Linked DNA regions of Sus scrofa: all the other regions are linked to region 3. A link is a contact called in public Hi-C data. All regions are on one chromosome and are shown on one strand. Each heading gives the region's core, a stretch centred on a gene start, on an enhancer-like site or on the middle of the called end of the contact. The rest is flanking DNA. Distances are from core to core; before and after follow the strand shown. Region 1 overlaps LOC102159132 (a long non-coding RNA gene). Region 2 has its middle 70 kb from the start of AKR1E2. Region 3 has its middle 82 kb from the start of KLF6.

Region 1 (2,751 bases), core at 243-2,742, 570 kb after region 3:
GACACTGACGACGCTGCACTCGGGCCAGCGCCCGCGCGGGGCCGCTGGTGTCCGCTCGGGGCCGCTGGTGTCCGCTCGGGGGCGTCCAGGGCTGTTGAAAGCGCGCATGGGAAGATCGAGGTTTGGGCAAAGTCTGCCGCAGGGGAAGCCGTACCTGCCCCGACCCCAAGCCGGGGACGTGCTTTCTGTCTCGGGATAACGCAGGGGCTACGCCTTTTGGAAGAGCCCGGAGTGCGACGGTGCGTCGAGCGTAACCAGGTTTGACGAGGTCAGCCGCGTGAGGGTCACAGCATCGCGGCATCAGGACACAGGAGTGGCCCATGCAGGACCAGGCGTAGGAGGGCAGCGCAGACCGCGCAGCCAGGCCCCAGAGCAGCGAGCAGCGGACCGCCCCCCAGAGGCCCCCGCCACCCGCTTGTCTGGAAGGACTGCGCGGGGAGGCCCTTGGGCGCGAGCTGGGCTGCAGTGGAGCGTGAATCCGGGGCGGAGGGACTGAGACGCGAGAGGCGGGCGGATGAAGCCTCTCTACGCCCAGAGAAAGGGTGCGAGCTTGATCCCAGATGAAGCACGGGCCGTGGTTCGAGTGTCCTCTGCTGCGCGAGGTCATGAAGGATGCTCCGCGGGCCGCCCTGAGCGGGCGGGGCGTGGGGCTGCGGTGGAAGGAGAGGGGACAGGTGTTCCTGCGACGCTGGCCTGCGCCCCCGTGCGTCTGTCGCCACGACGTCCCTCTGCTCCCTCCGCGGCGCAGAGGAAAGCAAAGCAGGCCAGCGACAGCTGGGTCCCCTGCCATCACGGTAAGACCGTGTGCGACCTGCGTGACCCCATATGACCCAGGAGGTTTACAGACAGCGTCTGCCTCAGGCCCGGCTCCCGCAGCAGACGTGGGGTCCTGGTTGATCTGGATGCATCCAGGACTCCTGGCCGAGGGTCTCTTTCTTCTTCAGCAAGTTCTCAGTGTCCTCACTAATCTTTGGCTTTTCAGAGTTCCCACTGTGGCTCAGTGGGTTAGGAACCTGACTAGTATCCATGAGGACTTGGGTTCGACCCCTGGCCTCGCTCAGTGGGTGAAGGATCCAGCATTGCCGTGAGCTGTGGTGTAGGCCAGTGGCTGCAGCTCCAATTCAACCCCAGCCTGAGAACCTCCATATGCCGTGGGTGCAGCCCTAAAGAGAAAAAAAAAGTCTTTGGCTTTTCTTTCAAAGGAGTTCTAACATTCCCGCTTCCGTTTTTTCCTAACATTTCCCAGAGACGTGACGATGGCCGACGTGTAAGGAGCCGTCCTGGTCCGTCCTAGGGAGGACGGGGGGCCTCCTGTGTGGGCTCCCCCGAAGGGGAGAAGGTGTCCACCCTCTCCAGCCGTGGAAGGGCCCTGGCTCCTTGGAAGAGCTCCCCACGCCCTCTGCAGACGGCAGTGAGGTCTCCAGGCCAGTGGTGGCCCTGACCCGGCCCTCGTGGCCGTCCTGGGGGGGCGGCCGCCAGCGCAGCTCTTTCTCCTGGTCCCGCCGTGGCCGCGCGCCTGGCCTGCATTGCCGTCTTCTTTATCAGAAACAGCCTTCTTCCTCTTACCCTGTGCAATTCACACTTGAATTTCCTGGCTATTGTCTACACGCTGGTAGGTCCTTAGGGCACTGTTTTTTGTTTTTTTGTGGGTTTTTTTGTCTTTTGCCTTTTTTTTTTTTAGAGCTGCACCAGCAGTATATGGAGGTTCCTCGGCTAGGGGTCAAATTGGAGCTACAGCTGCCAGCCTACACCCCAGCCACAGCAACGCGGGATCCGAGCCGTGTCTGTGACCTACAACCACAGCTCATGGCAATGCTGGATCCTTAACCCACTGAGTGAGGCCAGGGATCAAACCTGCAACCTCATGGTTCCTAGTCAGATTTGTTTTCTGCTATGCCACGACAGGAACTCCTGGGTGTTTTGTTTTTGTTTTTTATAATAGAGAATGTGACTAAAGCTATTTGATCTCTTCTAAGAAAAATGTGGCTAGAGACAGGTGCAAAAAAAAATTGCAGCTAATTTTAGGTCAGAGTCCATTGAAGCTTGAATCATTCTTGAGATTAACAGGTTGAAACAAGGCGAGCAAATAAATTCCACACAACCAGGAGGAACGTTTTGCTGAGGAGTTTTGTTGGACTAACAGGTTACAGTAAACTGTTGCCTGGTTCTACCCCTAATTTACCCAGTTCCCAGTTTACCCAGGAGGTGTCGGGACCTCCCCACTGTCGGCAGCCGTGAGCAGTGTGGATCCAGTGTGGCGTGCTGAGGTGTGACCGTGGCTGCTGAGCCCGTGTGTTCTTTATTATATTACTACGCAGCATCTCCTGTGCATCAGGTGGGGTTGGCACCCTGCGGCAGTGCCTGCTGGATTTCCACCCACTGTCTGGTCCCATCTGATGACACGGGGCTTGCAGATGCCGCCGCCTGTGTGTTCCCTTTTCTGCTGCCACACCTCCTCATGACCACAGAGTTTTAGGTCTTCTTTTATGCCTCGAAATACTCTCAGGTGGGGAGACAAAAAGACCCTGGGGGCAAGCAGAACGGCTGGCTGGCTGGGGAAGTGAAGGGTTCCCACACTTTAATGGCTAAGAAAGAAACCGCTCGTAATATTCTAGCCCAATGCTTACCTGTCGGTTGGATCCTGACAGAGCTGAGGGCTTCGTGTGCTTTTAGGAAAAGTGTTGAAGCCTGTAGCGTCCGTGAATGATATATTTGTTTTTACCAAAACTCATCTTCCTAGGCTATTATCTT
Region 2 (2,786 bases), core at 166-2,665, 640 kb before region 3:
ATGGATAAGCAATGAGATCCTGCTGTATAGAACTGGGAACTACATCTAATCACTCATGATGGAGCATGATAATGTGAGAAAAAAAGAATATATACATGTATGTGCGACTGGGTCACCTTGCTGTACAGTAGAAAATTGACAGACCACTATAAACCAGCTATGTGGAAAAAATAAAATCATTATAAAAAAATAAATAAAATTAATAAAGTCTTTGGATACAGAAAAAAAAAAAAGACTTACTGAATTTTTTTTTTCCAAATTTCTATGACCTAATGCGTCCAGTCTCAAGGGTGAGACATACCTGTCCTCACAACCTACCGAGTTTATGCAAACACACACCTTCTCAGGAGTGAAACTCACTGGGACATGCTCTTTGAAAATTTAAATGATGTTTATATTTTTGTTAAATAGCTCAGAAAAAAGAAATGTATCTGGATATCTACCCTAAGTATAAAAGTAATATTTTGAGCTGAAACCTCTATTTTCAAATTGCTAACACTACGGGTGCTCTTAAATAAAAAATAGAAATATATTTTAAAGTCAACGAAATATGTTAACTTTAGACGATTAAGAAACACCAGGAGTTTTTCATAAAGGGGGATCCTTATACATTTAGCAATTATTTCTTACCTTTATATCCATTGCCTGTGTTTGAACTCAACAGCTTTTAGGTTGGATTGAAATACATGGTTAAATTCAGTGACAGCCATGTTAGGCATTTATCTAAATTACTACCTTATAGTTTTTTTTATCTTTAAATCTTTCTCCAATGATTGAGGAGTTTAATTTCTTAATATATTAAGAAAAATAAAATGTATATATTTCACATAGTATATACAACTAATATGAATTTGAAATGGTAAAATTAAATTGAAAATCCAGAGAAGATTTTCCACACATGAAAATGTAAAACTTTGGAAAATTATTTAAAAAGTAACATAATTTAGTGAAAAATCAATACCTAATAAAAATTAATGCTTCCGATTGTTACTTATAAAGTGTAAAATATTGCTCTTGCAATCAGCCGCACTCAGAATAGTGGCTAAATTTAACGTCTCTCAAAGTCAGCTTTGGATAACGTGGACTTGGGTGTTTGAACTTGGCAGATAATGCAGTTGGAAAATAAATGAACTTTTTTACTTTCCTCATCCACAGAATGCTGAGACTATTTTAGGATATGGAAGTTACAAAAAAATGCTACATTGAAGCAAGATCTTTTGATAATACAGTGTATGGGGGGGCTTTTTATTCTCTCAAGTCCAGGTAGTTATATATTTGGAAATATTACATGTGCTGTTCACATGGCTTGTTTACTTTTGTGAGTCACTTTTACAGCGAAATAGGTCTAAAGGGCCACAGTTTGATCTGATATCAGAATGAGTCATCACGGAAACTATGTAGTCAAAGCAAACAGTGAAAAAACACACAAACCCAGGGAGCAGAGAGAAATAATGACCTATCACTGAGGTTAGACTCTGCACTTTAAACTTATGCTAGAAATTATTCTAGGGCAAAGACGACCAGGCAGAGCCATTCTCTTTTAAACACAGGTCTTTGTGGAGGCTAAGGGCAGTAACTGTCACGTGATTTACAGACAATGCTCAGCAATGTGGGCGTTTTTATTTCTCTTTCCAGGGTCTGAATGTTGTTACCTATTTGGATAAAATATCATTTCAGGCTTTGGTCTCTTTTTCAAAATATTCTAGATACACTCATTGTTAATTTCAATCTGAGACTCAAAAACTTATCACGTAAACCCCCAAGACCATTGTATTCTTATTGGTTAATTCTCTCACATTACTTCAAAAAGAGACGCTTTGATCTGAATTCTCTATAAGCCTGAATTAGAACTGACTTCTATTAAAAAAAACAACAACAACGAAACAAAACACTGTTCTTGGTCAATAGAGTTCATAATGTGATTTCCCATGTGTATTTTATTTAATAAGAGGAAGATTCAAGCACCAATGGATGAATGGACTTGAGAAGAAAATGATAAAACAAAATATAGGATGTATGGTACAAAAAGAAGAATTTTTTCATGTGTCAAAGAAAATACATATTTGGAGAAATGTTTTTGATCCTATAAAGATGTTTTAAAAACAGGCACCAAGAAGATGGAATGAACCAGAGAAAATATTTGTGGGCCAGTATTCAAAAACAAGCCTTTACATAAACCTGAAAAAACCCTCACATGATATAAAATCAGTTTACTACCATATGTGTGCCCTTTCTAAACATGTGGCTATATTTCAAAAGGCTTACCCAAGAAATGCAAAAAACTCTACCTTAAACGACCTAACAGAAGATATGTAAAAACATGGATGGGCACATGAAAATCTTCAATGTTTAAGAATATTTTAAAAAAGAGTGATGTGACTTTTACCAGTAAATGTTAAAGCACGCTTAACCTCTCATAATTACAGTAATTCATGCCTGTATATCTGGTAAGAGAACATTAGACATTATAACATTAGGTGGAGAACTCAAACCATTGATAAGAATTTGATACATGATGATATTGCATTACAGATCCAGGGGAAGGGCTCACCTCATGCCCCACACTCCAGACCGTGCAGGTGCACTAGACAAAGGTACGAAGAACAAACAAACAGATGGAGAAGAAGGGAGAGGAACAGGAGGGCATTTAAGGAGGAAAGATAACGGGGTTAGAGGCAAGTGCATGAAGATACGTTATGGGGTTAGTCAGCTTAAAAGTGAAAGGCGAAACTTACTAACAAAACTATTTCAGGTTGGCCTGTATAAAATATAAACTTTTCTGCACA
Region 3 (2,700 bases), core at 129-2,628:
TTACTGAAGTCACGTGTATCCACAGAGGTCAATGTGCCAGGTGCGAGACTAAGCACAGAGGCTGCAAAGCTGGTGGGTTGTGACCTTGCCCGCAGGGAGCCCCCTGGCACCCACCCTCAAGCCCTCTGACTGGGTAGAAGTAGCCGATAACTTTATCAGGTCCTCGACGACTGGTCCTGAGGTCAAGGATGGTGATTTGACCTCCTTGGTGACTATAGCCAATGGTTATTCTTCACGCATTTTTTTCTCAGCCACGCCCACAGCATAGGGAAGGCCAGGGATTGAATCTGAGCCACAGCCACAACCTAAGCCAAAGCTGCAGAAACGCTGGATCCTTAAACTCACTGCACAGGGCCAAGGATCAAACCCATACCTCAGCAGTGACCTGCACTGCTGCAGTCAGATTCTTCATCTGCTGCGCCACAGCAGGAACTCCTTACCAAGCATATTTGACTAATAAATGATTAGCAGCCTCAGGAGCAAAAAGGAGCAGGGCAGGGGAGTCTGGGGAGACCGGTTTGTGTCCGGGGGCAGACTTAGGCTGGGAGGTCATCCAGCCTTGGGAATGCCCTGACTATAACTGACCCCAAGGCTCAATTTTGCCAGGAAATTCTCCTTCGAGGGAAAGGTGGACTTGTTCTAATTTACCACGTTCCTCGCCTACCTTGAATTCACAGGCGTCTCCGGGAATGTCTAGAAATGTGAGATGATGGCTTAAATAAAGTGGGCAACCCAGCAAACCGCTTTGAGCATGTGTGGTAAGGGTCTGGAAATGAGGCCACTCAGCCTGCAACAGAAGGTGTTTCACGGTCTGGGTGGCTCTGCCCCCAGGGTGCAGTAAGGCTTCATGGAATGTACTGACAAGCAGAGGGAGACCCCCCCCCGCCCCACCCCGTGGATCATTGCCCATTAACTCCTGAAGCCCAGTCCCCTTATCCCCTCGTTCTGTGGCTCAAGGAGGAGCGTCTGTCGTGCCTCCTGATTCCTTGTCTGTTGTGGGTCTTGTCATTAAATGGAGCGAGCAGCTTTAATCACATGCTCTCTGTCTCCTGTTTCAAACCCTGCACAGTATCTGTGGCCTGGAGTTCCCTGTGACGTCGGTAATAAGTGACTCATTTATCTCTGCTGCTGGCTGCCAATCTGAAAGTAGGGGTTTGAAAGAAAGGACCTGAGCCATCTTTCCCTTCCTGCCTTCGATTCGTAATAGGAAAAGCCAGAGGGAGGGCGAGGGAAAAGCCTCTGCAGCTTGAGTGTGGAGAGAAGGCCTGGGGACAGTTAGAAAACGCCTCCTTTCAGGTCAGACCAGTATCTCCGTCCTTGTCGTCAGGGGTCCTCGTGGCTGACGTGGACTCTGGTGAAACACCCCCCAGCAAGCGAGGTCGGGTCACCAAGTTCAGTCCCACCTAGAAGCTCACCAAACATTACCTCATCGCTAAAGAACGCCCTCTAAGCGGGCAGACCTTGAGGTCGGATCTTTTTGCCAGGTCTCCGGAATTTTCCTGCTTTCAAAACCGTCACAAAAGTGACCCCTCCGTCTCCAGAGGAAAGCAGCTTGAGGCAGCATCTTCCTGATCAATAAGAAAAAGGAATCTCAGCTCATTGAAATTTCTTCAAAGGGAGAGAAACTATCAATTTCGAAAAATACCAGTACTGAGTTATGGGGAGATATGAAAGAGAGAAAAATCAGCAAGCATTTCAGGAAAAAAAAAAAAAAGCCTCAGAAGACATTTCCTGAGACTTGATATTTGAGACTCAAAGATTTCAAAAACAAACTTAAGGTTCCCGAAGGGGAAGTGTCAGCGAGGGATCCGTTAGGAGGTTGGGACGACAGACACACGTTACTGTGTGTAAATAGATGAGTGACAGGGACGGGCTGTAGAGCAGCCTCCTCAGAGCCGTGCGATAACCCAACGGGAAAAGAATCTGAAAAGGGTGAATATTTGTATATGGAAACCTGATGTACTTCGCTGCACACCTGAAACTAACACCCCTCTATAGGTTAAGTGGTTAAGTACACACCAAGACAATTTAAAAAAAAAAAAAAAAAAAAAGAGTTGATGTTTAAAAGACTGAAAACAGTGGAGCCTCCACCTCTAGGATGGACTCCCTGGGCGGGGGTGGGCTCCCAGGTAAACCCAGAAGCACCAGGTTCTCCGACTCGCCCTTCTCTCTGGGCACCAGTAAAGCAGTGCTCGCACTTCCAGCTTACAAAGAAAACTTAATGCCAGAAAGGAAGCCTAATGTCAGTCTCTGCTCTTGCTGAGGAGGGTGACCGGCCCAAACGGGGCACCCAGAAGGATTTGTCCTGTGGGGACACGTGACGCTAGCGGGTGCTTGCCCTGACACAGGCAGGGTGGGCAGGTGGGCTCTAGGGAAGGGGCAGAAAGCAAGTGACAAGCCGTGTAGACCTTGTTTTCCAGCCGTGTGGGTACAGGGTGGACGCAGGAGGTGAAGATGGCAAGAGTCCGGGAGTAAGGATGGACTCTGAGCTGCGTTCCACCCCTGTGGGGGCGAGTTATCCCGACTCCCCATCATCGGCCCGGCTGGCCCCACGCAGAGACCTTCCAGCAAGTGAGACGTAAAGCTGATCAGGGCAGCAGGACCCAACCTCAGAGCAGGGCGTTTCCCTTTCAGAGAATCAGAGGCCAGTGTGGCTCTGAGTCTGTGTGGGAGGAAGTGTTTACTAAAGCTTAAAAAGCG

The links. Hi-C and Micro-C count contacts between places; a contact is called where the count stands out from the background.
Region 1: a Hi-C map of retroperitoneal adipose tissue shows a contact between it and region 3, with 1.8 times the contacts expected there. The contact joins two enhancer-like sites. A contact is called at or near these places in 3 of 47 Hi-C or Micro-C datasets (fibroblasts, retroperitoneal adipose tissue and skeletal muscle).
Region 2: a contact with region 3 is called in a Hi-C map of liver, with 2.4 times the contacts expected there. The contact joins two enhancer-like sites. A contact is called at or near these places in 4 of 47 Hi-C or Micro-C datasets (liver and skeletal muscle).

What each region holds. Positions count from the first base shown.
Region 1 is chr10:66,973,224-66,975,974 of Sscrofa11.1, forward strand. All of the region lies in intron 3 of LOC102159132 (a long non-coding RNA gene), which reads left to right. Among named protein-coding and RNA genes, the nearest start is that of PITRM1, 22 kb to the right of the region's middle. Within about 2 kb of position 1,493, at least 2 of the 83 cell types and tissues checked have an H3K27ac peak or open chromatin away from gene starts, as enhancers often do. A contact at or near this core is called in retroperitoneal adipose tissue, where this site is marked.
Region 2 is chr10:65,761,711-65,764,496 of Sscrofa11.1, forward strand. No RefSeq gene overlaps it. Among named protein-coding and RNA genes, the nearest start is that of AKR1E2, 70 kb to the left of the region's middle. Within about 2 kb of position 1,416, at least 24 of the 83 cell types and tissues checked have an H3K27ac peak or open chromatin away from gene starts, as enhancers often do. A contact at or near this core is called in liver, where this site is marked.
Region 3 is chr10:66,405,058-66,407,757 of Sscrofa11.1, forward strand. No RefSeq gene overlaps it. Among named protein-coding and RNA genes, the nearest start is that of KLF6, 82 kb to the right of the region's middle. Within about 2 kb of position 1,379, at least 28 of the 83 cell types and tissues checked have an H3K27ac peak or open chromatin away from gene starts, as enhancers often do. A contact at or near this core is called in liver and retroperitoneal adipose tissue, where this site is marked.